3 separate regions of the Mus musculus genome follow, and all the other regions are linked to region 1. The links are chromatin contacts, called in public HiChIP or PLAC-seq and promoter capture Hi-C maps. All regions are on one chromosome and are shown on one strand. The core of a region is the stretch at or near the end of the contact, and the rest is flanking DNA. Distances in the headings are between cores, read along the strand shown.

What was found. Promoter capture Hi-C pulls out the DNA fragments that hold promoters and counts their contacts. HiChIP or PLAC-seq counts read pairs in DNA pulled down with a chosen protein or histone mark.
Region 2: an H3K4me3 HiChIP or PLAC-seq map of craniofacial prominence shows a contact between it and region 1, with 3 times the contacts expected there. The contact joins the enhancer-like site here to the promoter of Faim in region 1. A contact is called at or near these places in 4 of 39 promoter capture datasets (the C10 cell line, cranial neural crest, maxillary cranial neural crest and 1 more), 3 of 484 Hi-C or Micro-C datasets (epidermal suprabasal cells, palatal mesenchyme and uterus) and 17 of 115 datasets of contacts at active chromatin or transcription factors (the 230-238 cell line, astrocytes, craniofacial prominence and 11 more).
Region 3: a contact with region 1 is called in a promoter capture Hi-C map of neural stem cells. The contact joins the enhancer-like site here to the promoter of Faim in region 1. A contact is called at or near these places in 6 of 39 promoter capture datasets (the HPC-7 cell line, cranial neural crest, hippocampal neurons and 3 more), 10 of 115 datasets of contacts at active chromatin or transcription factors (the SCID.adh cell line, bone marrow-derived macrophages, embryonic stem cells and 3 more) and 1 of 9 other capture datasets (liver).

Annotation. Positions count from the first base shown.
Region 1 is chr9:98,983,640-98,987,698 of GRCm38.p6, forward strand. Faim (Fas apoptotic inhibitory molecule) reads left to right here and starts at 2,734. Exons shown (of 5, transcript NM_011810.3): 1 at 2,734-2,873.
Region 2 is chr9:98,631,118-98,635,309 of GRCm38.p6, forward strand. No RefSeq gene overlaps it. Among named protein-coding and RNA genes, the nearest start is that of Mrps22, 32 kb to the left of the region's middle. Within about 2 kb of position 2,339, at least 2 of the 459 cell types and tissues checked have an H3K27ac peak or open chromatin away from gene starts, as enhancers often do. A contact at or near this core is called in craniofacial prominence, where this site is marked.
Region 3 is chr9:99,399,039-99,403,106 of GRCm38.p6, forward strand. The region is part of intron 2 of Mras (muscle and microspikes RAS); the gene reads right to left. Among named protein-coding and RNA genes, the nearest start is that of Mras, 36 kb to the right of the region's middle. Within about 2 kb of position 2,448, at least 62 of the 459 cell types and tissues checked have an H3K27ac peak or open chromatin away from gene starts, as enhancers often do. A contact at or near this core is called in forebrain and neural stem cells, where this site is marked.

The sequences.
Region 1 (4,059 bases), core at 1,484-3,983:
AGGATCAGTGTCTGTGACACACAATGTTATACGGCTCATGAGAAAAATGGCTTCTCTGTGATGTGAACACTTTCCTCTACCAACCCCACATGTTCATCTGTCCATAGATATATGTGCTGGTGTGGTCATTCATTCAGCGTGCATCCACTGAGTTCAAGGTGTCCGACGGACCAGTTTCCCATTGCTACTGTAACAGGGCACCATAGACTTACTAGTGGCTGAATAAACAAGCAAGAATGAGAGCATATTCTTACAGTTCCAGGGGCTGACAGGCTGACATGGATATGCTGGCCAGCCCTGCTCACTCTGAAGCTTCTAAGGAGGCATCTTCTCCATTTCTGTCTATCTCTGAGGACAACTAACAGTCCTTGGTAGTCTTCGATTTGCAGCTGCAATGCTCCAAACCCTGCCTCTGCCCTCAGTTTCCCTCTGGGACTGTATGTTACAGGTTAAACTATGCCCCCTCCAAATTTGTATGTTGAAGTGCTAATTTGAGGAACCTCAGAATGTGACTTTGTGGCTAGTGTTTTTACAAAGTAAGTTAAAGTGAGGAACGTAATTGCTCTAAGCAGTCTTTAGTTCTATCCAGCTTACATGTCATCTTTTTAAGGAAATGGCCCACATAGGTGTGCAACGCACACCACACACACACACATACACACACACGAGAGAGAGACAGAGACAGAGACAGAGAGAGAGAGAGAGAGACAGAGAGAGAGAGAGAGACAGAGAGAGAGAGAGAGGCAGAGCCAGGATGATGCCTTCATTAACCAAGGACTGACAAAGATGGAAAACCAGCAGAAAGGCTTTCCCTCTCAAACAGAGCAACGAACTCTGCCAACACCTGATTTGGAGCTTGTAGAGTCCAAGACTATGAGGAATACATTTCTCTCATTAAAGCCAGTCAGTTTGTATACAGTCACCATCCCTTTGGTGTCTGTGGAGAATCAGTTCCAGAAATTCCCAGTAGATACTGAAATCTAAGGATGAGGGCCGAAGGTTTAACAAACATCCGCCTAGCATGTGTGATATCCGGTGCTTAATTCCCAGCACTTAAAAAAAAAAATCCAAGAATGCTAACATTCCACATATAATGTCCCTGCATTTGCACAAAACCTATATGCCCAGCCCCATATACTTAATCATTGCTAGATTATTTGTAATACGGTTGCTATATAAATAGTCATATCATATTTATGGACTAGGAAGATGGGAATAATAAGTCTGCATGTATTCAGTACAATTAAATTATAGATGTTTGTATTTGTGCATAGTGAGTCTTTGATGGTGTGTTTTAGTGTTTGAGTTTTACATTGAGGGCTTCGGGTATGCTAGGCAACTCTTAGACCTCACAAAAGATTTTTGAGTTGCAGTTGGTTGAGTCCATGGTAAGAGTAAGCTTTTTCCCTCAGTGCTAGAAATCAGAAAAGGTCTTTTTAAATTGACCATTTATATTCCCTGTCCTTCTAATATCCTACTTGAACATTTCACCAATAATTGAAAAACACCATTTGGCATTTTAAAAATCTATTCATAGAAACTCTTTTATGTAAGGGGTACAATGTGTCTGCCATCTGTTTTGTCCAGTTCTCTCCCATTTGTCTATTCTTTTCTTTAAAAAAAATTTATTGCCATGACAGTCAGAAATTTCAGAATATTAAGTAGACCAGTGTTCTTTAATGTTGCAGATACCGTGCCTGAAACTTCTGCTTCATTAAATTTTACTACTTTAGTTTTTTGAAACAAGGCTTAGTTATAAAGCTTAGGGTAGCCTGGAACTTGCAATCCTCCTGTTTCAACCTCCTGAGGGCTGGGTAGATAGGCATGGTGATCCAAGCACTGGGGAGACTGAGGCAGGAGGGTCTGGAATCCAAGTGTGAGGCTCTTATGAATTACGTAGTGAGATTCTCTTAAATATCAACTAAACAGGCACAAACACTCCCAAATTAAATCTTTATCAGACTTAAAAAAAATCTCTCATTGGTTCGTTCCCTTTATATAAATGAAACTGTAGATTCTATCCGACATTACTTACTTACCTGTTTGTCTGAGACTTTACAATAGCATTAGGGACAATTCAGTGGTTGTGTGTTTGTACATATGTATTATATACACTAAAAATAATTTACATAACCCACGACCTCACCCAGGATAACTAAACGCCCTATTATATTATTGAACTCTATACTCTTTCCCTAAGGTTTGTCTGTCAGTAAGTGAAATTCAAACATCTCACTAAAGGAAGAAGTATATATAAAATAGGGAGACAAGGCGAGCAAAAACCTCTGGGCTAGGTGTAAGGCTCGGCAGCCAAACGACCCCTGTGGTCGTACAGAGGGTTTCAAAGGCTGGACTCTTCCACCTAAAATGACCGTTCTTATAGCAGAGAATGGAAGGCCGGCAGGGCAGTGGGAACAAAGGGTCTCAGCGGACGAGTTGCCTCTCCCGGAGGTGCGGGTTATCCGGAAGGCTACAAAAGCTGCTGTCAGACCTGCACAACAAACAAGAAAGTGACACCCACAGGGCCTAGGGGCAGCAGCGGCGCAGCAGGGCGCACCGCAGAGCGCTCAACTGTGCACAAGGGCGCAGAGCGGCGCACAGCAGGAGCAGGATTGGCCCCAAAGCGGAGGGTAGGCGGGGCCTATGGAGGCGGACACCGGGAATTGGTTTTCGCGCGGAGCGTGGGCGGAGCCTCTGAAAAGGGCTCTCGCACTCGCGCAGGCGCAGTAGGGCAGTGGGCGGGGTCTCGTTGAGCCCGGAAGGCAGTAGGAGGCTGGGCGCCCGGCATGCGGGTGCTGGAGCCCGGTGGGCGCGGCCGCGAGAGCTGCTGACTACGTCGTGGGATCGGGAGCCGGTGGCGGCGCGCGGAGCAGGTGAGCGCGGGAGACGGTGCTGGCAGCTTCGGCGGGCGCTTCCAGCTCGGCCTGGCCGAGCGGGCTCCGAGATGCGTGGTGCCCAGGCCTCGGTCGGCAGACAGCAAGCCGCAGTGTGGGCTCAGGGCAAGAGGCCCCGGAAAGAAGGGGTGTGGGGCGGCCACCCGAAGCTGCGGACCCTCCGGTGCCTCGGCGCAGTATTCGTGGCGCGGTCCGGAGTTCTCGGGCTTCGGACGTGTCCGAGTCTCGGTGCCGCTCCTGACTGCGTCCCAGGCGGCCCTTGGCCCAAATACCCCGGAGAGGTACCTACAAGTACCTACCTACACGTACCTCCAGGGGTTGTAGGAGGCCGAGCTAACCTCGCTCGGTGGTCGGGAGCTCTTGAGAGCAGCTCACTGCAGCATCCTTGCTGGCTGTGGCTACTTCCTTCGTGGAGGTTGGCTTTAGGGACAGATTTATTCCTGAATCGCTCTAGTGTTGCAATAAGCTCAACTCGAGTTGCTTAATGAAGGAGCCTGTTATCTTACAGCGGGCAGAGTGGGATTCTATAGTCTCTTCCTAGAATTCTGTTGTTTTTCTCATGCAAAGGCTGACTTGGAGACCTGTCTCAGGTATAGAATGAATTGGTTCAATGAAACCCAGCGAAATTACGCTGTACTCAAGGTGGAAGATGGTGGGACAGGTAACTTGAGTTGTTTTGCTGTTTAACCATCTAACGTTGCATTCAATCTGTCACCTGTAACAGCGAGTAAACACAAGTCTGAAAATTTGAAAATTGCCTTGTACTGCAACCAATGCTCATGTAAATGTCATTGTGGGCGGTGTTAGTGTCTGGTGACGTCATCATAATTAGATTAGATAAGCACCGTTTCTGAAATACCGAATGGATTTTGGAAATACAGTATATAGTAAAATCATCGTTAGTGATCTGGGGGTTGTTATTCCATATAAGGTTTTCTGCTAAAAGCAGACCTGTGCAGGTCATGGTGAGGCTTAGGACAGAGTGGTGGGGTCAGAACACAGGTGTGAAACAAGTGGTAATATGAAGGTATAATAACAAGGTATAATATGAATTATATTGATCACAACCAAAGTAAATTAAGAAAAAACCCTGTTGGGCCAAGAGAGCAACTCCAATGAGCTTTGAAAGTACTGAACTTGAAGTGTGTAAGATCACAAGCCACAA
Region 2 (4,192 bases), core at 1,089-3,588, 350 kb before region 1:
CTTCTACTCTCATATTTTATGTCTGGGAATTTTATGTGATCCAGGTGTATTGGTATATACAGCGGGTATACAAATCTGATGTTATGATGATGATGGTAAATCATAAAGAAAACTTTTAAAATGGTATATATATGTAATTTTGTCATTTGTTAAAGACAGAAAGAAATTTGCAAACTAATGAAATGTGTGTATTTTACGTAAAGAATATTAAGTTGGTTGGATATTGAGTCTGCAGGACACTCAGCATTTTGAAAGCGTTTTAGAGGTGACTGATAATGATGCTTTGATTTTGTAGTCATCAGTGCTGAGAAAAACACGCCACGTAAATGCATAGTACAGAATGGTAGGAGTCTGTTTAGGGCCACTTCCTAATAGATAGACATTCTGTCATCATCTCAAGCCAAAATTCATTGAATGATTTTTTGTTTTTGTTTTATGAAACGTAATTCAGAATCTCAAATAGCAATTTGTAAAATTAATACAATTCAACCCAAAGACATACCCATTTGGTACTTTCATGTTGATAAATGAGGATAAGAAAGTATTAAGTCTTTTTTTTTTTTTTTTTCTAAGCTAGATGGCGAGAGAGCCCAACTGGTACAGTATTTGCCTCAAAAGCTTTAGAATCTGAGCAAGACACCTAGAATCCACATGAAAGCGAGGTACAGTGGTGGGTGCTGTAATGTCAGCACTGGCAGATGGGGGCTGGGAGAACCCTGGGCTTACTGGACAGCTTGACTGCTCATTCACAGACCAGTGAAGAGACCCTGTTAAAGTGGAAATTTCTGGTTTCTTTGGAGACTCGGGTGATAATGGAGTTTCGCTGAAGCAGACACAGGTGAAAGGATGTTTTACTATAGCCAACTCGTGAAAGGATGAGTGATGTTTAGAAAGAATATAAATATGACCCCACAGACAGGGGGAGCCCCAGCATTGCTCCGCCTTGCTGTTCTTTGCTGACAACATGCAGGTATTGGTTCACCTTACGTCGTGTGGCTGAGCTTCGCCTGTAGTGACACACTAGAAAGGAACTCACCAGAGAGCTTTTCATGAGGTTCCTGAGGCTTCTGGCCGCTTTGGTGGACGTGGGCCAGTGGGTGAGCCTCTTGGTTTCTTCTGGTTTGAACTGCCCGTTCTGATTTGTGTGTGGCATCTGCTGGGTGGACTGGACTGCAACTGCCGAGTCGTGTTTGCTATTTTGCTAAAGGACCGGACTGAGAACGAGAACGATTGGAATTGCCCCAAAGAACTCTTTCTAACCAGGTCCATATCCCGGTAACCTTTCTCTTCTACTTCCTCTTGGTGGGGGCTGGGCTAAAGGGGAGGTTGATGCCTTATTAAAGTAGGTTGTAAAATACTTTACAAACTGTCTCATAAGGAGGTGGATGATGTTTTGAGGCTGACACCTGAAGTCGTCCTTTGGCCTCGACATGCATCCACGTGTATTGGCACACATACCCATGTGTACCTACATATACTCCTACATGCACCTACACACATACCTGCACATGTACTCACATGCACCTGCTCTCACACTCACCTGCATACACACACACACACACTGCCCATTTCAGTAATTAAGACACTATGGGTCTTCAAAAAACAAAAAAATCAAAACAAAACAAAAAAACAAAACAAAAAAAAAACCCAACCTGAAAACTTTATATCTGAAATAAAAACACTGTGATTCATAACACACAGTAGTTTCAAATCTGAGCCAGGCTGTTTCAGGCAGTAGTCGCCAGCATTTCATGACTAGGTGGCATGCACGGCTCAAGGTGGGCAAATAGTGTGCTTGGAACCAGTGGCATCATGTGATTACCACACAGGCGAGCACTGCCAGAAACGCCTGACTTCTTGTGCATTTGATTTTGCAAATTATCTTTGGTCTCTTCCTGCTCAGAAAACCTTGTACTACATGTCTTTATCTGGGGGTTTCAGAGCCACCCTATAGACCAGGGGTTTGCGGAGCTGATGTTGCTTCTCTTATGGTTTCCCAGTGCCCAGCTCCTGGCCTCTGCACACATAGTAGACTCATTAAAGGTGTGTGGTGCCTACAAGCTGTGTAGCATCAGCAGGTCCTGCGGATGAGAGCACCACCCCAAAACCCAGTGCTGAGCCCACTGAGTCATGCTTCTGCGCCCCACGGGGCCTGGGTAGGATTAACCCCTGGATCTCAGCCTGATTCCAGCATCTTGGTTTGGCAGTAGTAGTTGGGGGGGGGCATTCAATCAAGGGAGAAATATGCTTTGAAATGAAAACGCTTCCCTTTCTGATCTGCCTGGTTTCTCCTGCTCCTGCCTTCTTAGTATGCATGTATGCAGCCCCCATCTCAGGCCTTCCCCTCAGCATCTCCTCTATCCTGATGGCTGAGCTCAACTCCCACACGGGCCCCCTCCAGGCCTCTCCAAAGACAAATTGCTTACATCTGTCAAGGCTTTGCTGATTAATAGAGGAATACGCCATGGGATGTCATCAGGGGTTCAGCGGCTTCTGATCAAAGGGGTGGGGGAGCCAGGCCACACATCTCTACTAGTTCATTTATCAGGTCAGTTCAGCACCTTTCCCTCTCCTGAGTGCCCTTGGCAAAGGCCTCCCCACTAGCCACCATCAGCTCTGGTGTCCTGTGGAGGGGAGCAGAGAGGAGATAAAGCCATCAAGGGGGCAGCGGGGAGCCAGAGGAAGGAGAGGAATAGAAAAAGTGTATGGGGGGGGGGGCACGGTCTAGATATAAGTGTTCTCCGGGATCTTGACACCCTGAGCAGCCACAAAGCAAGGGATGGAAGGCAGGAAGGTGGGAGGGAGGGAGGCGATGGATGGATGAGTGACTCTCAGACAGAGGGAGGGAGGGAGGAGTCTAGAGAAAACAATGCATACAGTAGGAGAGGGATCATCAAATTGAGTCATCGAGTGTCTCTGGCGAGCTGATGAAGCTCTGGTTCACAGTGGTGCTGATGAAGTTAGCATCACTGAGAAGGCCAGGCTCTCATCTCCTTCCAGCCAACCGTGAGTCGGTATCAGCGAGTCCTGTGTTTCAGTGAAGTCCTGTGGTGTGACATATACTGAATAGTGTTAGGACAAGTTTATTGGGGTTTGGGTGTCAAATCCTCCCTTTGAGGGACGTTTTCTTCCAGGCCCTCTTGGTGACTGTAGTACTGGAGGGTTGGGTGAGGCGCAGGTCCCTGGGGTGGAAGAACAGCTCATACAAAGGCCAAAGTAATTCAAGGTTAGGCCCTGGTTTAGGCTTTCTCGTGCATAGGTCCCCGATGAGTAGCTGGTATCCCCCATGGGCCCTGTGTCCTCAGCTTGCCAGGCCATTACCGTCTCCAAAGAGCATGTCTGCCTAGGACTTTGCAATAGGAACTCCAGAGAGCCATGAAGAGGTTGCCCGGAGGCTGTTAAATTAGGCTCTGAGGATTTAGATTAGCCTAATTCAATGACACGGCTGGATGGCTGGATTGAAGTTCCTTACTACAATTGTTTTTTTTTCTTTCAACTCACTTAACGTTTTTTTTCCCCCCTCAAGTTGGTTGCAGATGCAGCCCGTGCAGGAATTATAATCTGTTCCTTAAAGCAGCAAGCAGGCCAGGGGAAATGCTTGTCCCCATCCATGTGCACACCACCCAGGCAGGGGACTGCAGGGTGGGCAGTGCTATGGGCGGTGACTATGCTATGACTCAGGGCTTCCAAAAAATGTCATGGAGAGAGTCCTGTTGAGCCCCGCTGGCTGTTCTGGGGCCTATCAGGCAAAAGGCTCCAGAAAGATACAGCGGTGGTCTCTGCTCAGCTCTCAGCTCAGAGGGCGCATCCTCACATGGACATGTAGCACACAGCATACACAGTCATGGAAGACGTATGTGCATATATGTGGGATCATGCACACACGCACACAGAGAACTGACCCACAGACCAAAATCTATCAGCCACAGAACAATTCCAGGCTCACTAACATCCCATGACCTGGAATCTCATTCAGTTCAATCCCACAAGTTATTATTTAGAGTGCTCACTGACACAGTTCTTAACGGCCAAGCAAGAAACACTCAAAGCCCAGGACCAGGAGGCACAGGGGCTCACTGCTCACTTGGTCGGTGCCAGTGGGTGCAGGTATGGAAGGCCTGCCATGATCACTGGAGGGCACGTGATGACATGCCAGCCCAAGACCTGTCCTCACAGCTCTAATGACAGTTAA
Region 3 (4,068 bases), core at 1,198-3,697, 420 kb after region 1:
GTCATCCAAGGGGAGACAGGAACCAGAGAAAGATCAAGCAAAGTGTGTGTCTCTGTACACCAGAATGTCAGCCACACACGAAGGAGAAGAACCTGAAGGTCTACAACAACTCAAAGAACCTTCCAAGCACTGAAGCTATTCACAAGACTCATGCTATGTGATTCCACGCATAGGAAATGTGAAAGCCGGTAACCACACAAGGGCAGAGAGTAGAGTCTGGGGTCCGGGGGAGGGAGGATGAGGAGTAGCGGCTCAAGTGTGAATGTTTTAGAGGATACAGAAAACATTCAGGAATTAATAGCTGTAATTTTAGTGATTATTCATTTATGAATCGATTGGTCATTTCTAAGTGCACAATGTTGATAGGTGTGGTGGTTTGAGTAGGTATGGCCCCCATAGACTCATTTGTTTGAATGGTTGGCATGGGGGGGGGTGGCACTTTCAGGAGGTGTGTCACTGTGGAAGCGGGCTTTGAGGTGTCCTGTGCTCAAGCTATGCCCAGTGTGGTAGATCTCATGGCTCCTCAAACAACATGTCTGCCTGCATGCTACCATACTTCCAATCCTTGAAACTAAACCTCTGAAACTGTAAGCCTGCCCAATTAAAGTTTTCCTTTATAAGAGTTACCATGGTCCTGGTATCTTTTCACAGCAATGAAACCCTAATTAAGGCAATAAACATGCTAAAACCTGCAATTGTGCATGTGGTCTACATGTTTTTCTTTCTTCCTTCCTTTTCTTTTTACTATTATTATTATTTGGTTTCTGGTTTTTTGTTTTTTGTTATTTTGGTTTGTGGGGTTTTTGTTGTTGTTGTTGTTTGTTTTTTTGTTTTTTTTTTGTTTTTTTTCGAGACAGGGTTTCTCTGTGTAGTCCTGGCTGTCCTGGAACTCACTCTGTAGACCAGGCTGGCCTCTAACTCAGAAATTTGCCTGCCTCTGCCTCCCGAGTGCTGGGATTAAAGGTGTGTGCCACCACGCCCGGCTATTATTTGTTTTTTTAAGACATTGTTTTTCTATGTAGCCCTGGCTGTCTGGGAACTAACTCTGTAGACAGGCTGGGCTCAAACTCACAGAGATCCACATGCCTCCTGAGTGTTGGGATTAAGATATATGCCAGCGCCGGGCGTGGTGGCGCACACCTTTAATCCCAGTACTCGGGAGGCAGAGGCAGGCAGATTTCTGAGTTCGAGGCCAGCCTGGTCTACAGAGTGAGTTCCAGGACAGCCAGGGCTATACAGAGAAACCCTGTCTCAAAAAACAAACAAACAAACAAAAAAACGTGCCAGCACCACCTGCCTGTGGATTATATCTTAATGAAAAATTATATGATTAAAAAAATCAGCCTCCCTTTCTCTGAAACCCATGTTCCACCCCTCGTCCCCTGGTAGTAGATACCTGTCTATCTTCTGAGCCTATCGCTTCCTCTAGAAACACCTTGATTCTGCTCTTTATATGAAAGGCAGTCCGTACTTGATAAGTCCTAAATTAGTCCCAGGATTCCCAGTTCCACTCCGTAACATTTTTTTTCTTTTTCCCCGTCCCATGCCTATTCTTCACCCACAAACCCTGTGGTTCCCCCTAAAACTGTGTCTGGAACCTGCTCCTTCTCACTTCCTCCCCCACTCACTGTACCCCAATTTTATTCCTCTACACACAAGCCAAAAGCAGGTGTGAAACCAGTCAGATCACATGCCTCCCCTGCTCAAAACCATCAGTCCCATCTCCTCAACTCAGTTGCTGGTCTCCTGTTTATTAGCTGTGCAGAGCGCCTGTGTTTACTGCAAGGTGAGTTTCATCTTACCCATTAGCTCTCTGCATCCGACCTGACCTAGCAGAGTTGGCGAGGCTAGCAGGAACAATCTTTGCAAGGCCCTTAGCCTGGCTGGTAGCCAGCAAAGAAAGTCTGGTCAGTTGTCTTCGGCTAGCACAGCTCTGAGAACCAAATACCAGCAAGAAAGGATTTAGGGGCTCTCTACCTGCAAAGCCTGCCCCAGGCCATTGGAAGCATTCCCGCAGGAATGACTCACACAGCCAGGAGAAAGGGTCAGACACAGACCTGTAAGGCAGGATTCATCCCCTGAGGCCAGTGGCCGTACTTATTCCCACAGAGAAAGAGGGAAATTCCCCAAGTCACTGTCTTTAGGATAAAGAGGACAGAGGGTAGGGGACAGGCTGACTCTTACTTCCTCCATTGTTGATTGGAGGCATCTGATGTGCTCCCTTGAATGCTGGCCATTAGGTGGTAAGCATAAGTGGGTCAAAGCCCCAGCCCAGAAAATTCGCCCAATAAGCTTTCCAGTTCCTTCCTGCCCTTCCATGTCCTCCGCTCTTCCTGCTCCAGAAAGAGTGTGGATTCAAATGTTCAGGGAAAAGCCAGGTCCAGGCCCCCCGGAGAAGACAAGAGCACTTGTGTCTAGTTTTGGGCAGAAGCCAGGGTAGAAATGTCCTGGCTTCCGAGGGTGCCAGAGGACAGACCGCCAGGCTCATTCACAAAGAAGGAGCCCTTACTGAGGAGAAGAGGAACAGCAAGGTTAGGAGCCTGGGTCCGAGAGCTCCAGGGCAGGAAGGGTCTACAGAATAGCTCTTTGATGTTTTGTGGCAATAGATGTCCCAGAGCCTGGCACGCAGAGTGAGCCTGGAGCCAGATGGGGAGGGGAGGCCAGAAACATTTGCTTCTCCTGTAAGAGGACAGAGGTGTGTGCCAACAGCTGTTCAGCATGCTTAAAGCTTGTGCCAAAGCAGAAGTGAACACGAGAAGGTGGAGACCATACTTAGTGGGGTCAGGAGGCTGAGGCCTGGATCGGCCATTAGCCAGGTGTGGCTCCAGGCAAGTTACTTCTTCTGCACTGGGTTGAAGCAAGAGGCTGATCTGATGAGCTCAGCAGCCTTCAGGCTCTAGCCCAGCAGAATCAACAGGGACACACAGCATTGCTAAGACGAGGAACTGAACAGCGGACCCAAAGAGAATTACAGGCCACATGCATAGCTGCTCTTTTTATAGCAGTCACAAGAGGGGAGGGCACAAGTGTCTATCATTAGAGGGTGTGACATCAGGGAGTGATACACAATGCAGTGTGGTATTATCCAGCTTGAAGGAAAGTTGATGCTAAGTGGAAATCAGCTATGACATGATAAGTGTACAACCCCATGGATGCTCAGCACATGTATGAGGCATGTGGGGTTCCCAAGACAGGATGTAGAATGATGAATGCCATGACTGGGCAAAACAGGAAGGAAGCCTGTGTGTATATAGGTAAGTGGGTGTCAGTGCGGTGGGGCAGCGAGGTGGGGGGGAGTATATGAAAAGTTCTGGAAATGGGTGGTGATATAGAGCAAGGGTAATATACTGAACAACACATACCTGCATATTTCAGTATCGTTTCAATAGTGGATTTTATGAGATAGATAGATACATAGATAGAGATAGAGATGTGTGTGTAGATAGATGATTAGATAGTGTGATGGTTTGTATATCCTTGGAGCAGGGAGTGGCACCATCTGAAGGTGTGGCCTTGTTGGAATAGGTGTGACCTGGTTGGAATGGGTGTGTCACTGTGGGTGTGGGTTTAAGATCCTCACCCTAGTTGCCTGGAAGTCAGTCTTCCACTAGCAGCCTTTGGATGAAGACATAGAACTCTCAGGTCCTCCTGCGCCATGCCTGCCTGGATACTGCCATGCTCCCACCTTGATGATAATGGACTGAACCTCTGAACCTGTAAGCCGGCCCCAATTAAATGTTGTTTTTTATAAGACTTGCCTTGGTCATGGTGTCTGTTCACAGCAGTAAAACCCTAACTAAGACAGACAGACAGATAGATAGACAGACAGATAGAGATGTGTATGCGTATATGTGTGCATGTATACATATGTGTATATGTATATATATTTGTGTATACATATACTTACACACACACCTCACAGCAGAAAGCCTCAAACATACAACTCCAAGACTCTGCTTGAGGTTCAGAGCTTCCTGATTCAGAACTGGAATACAGTAAACCACACGGGTACAAGCCAGGGTAAGGAAGGGTCCAAGAGACCAGAAGAGAATCCAGACAGCCAGGAGG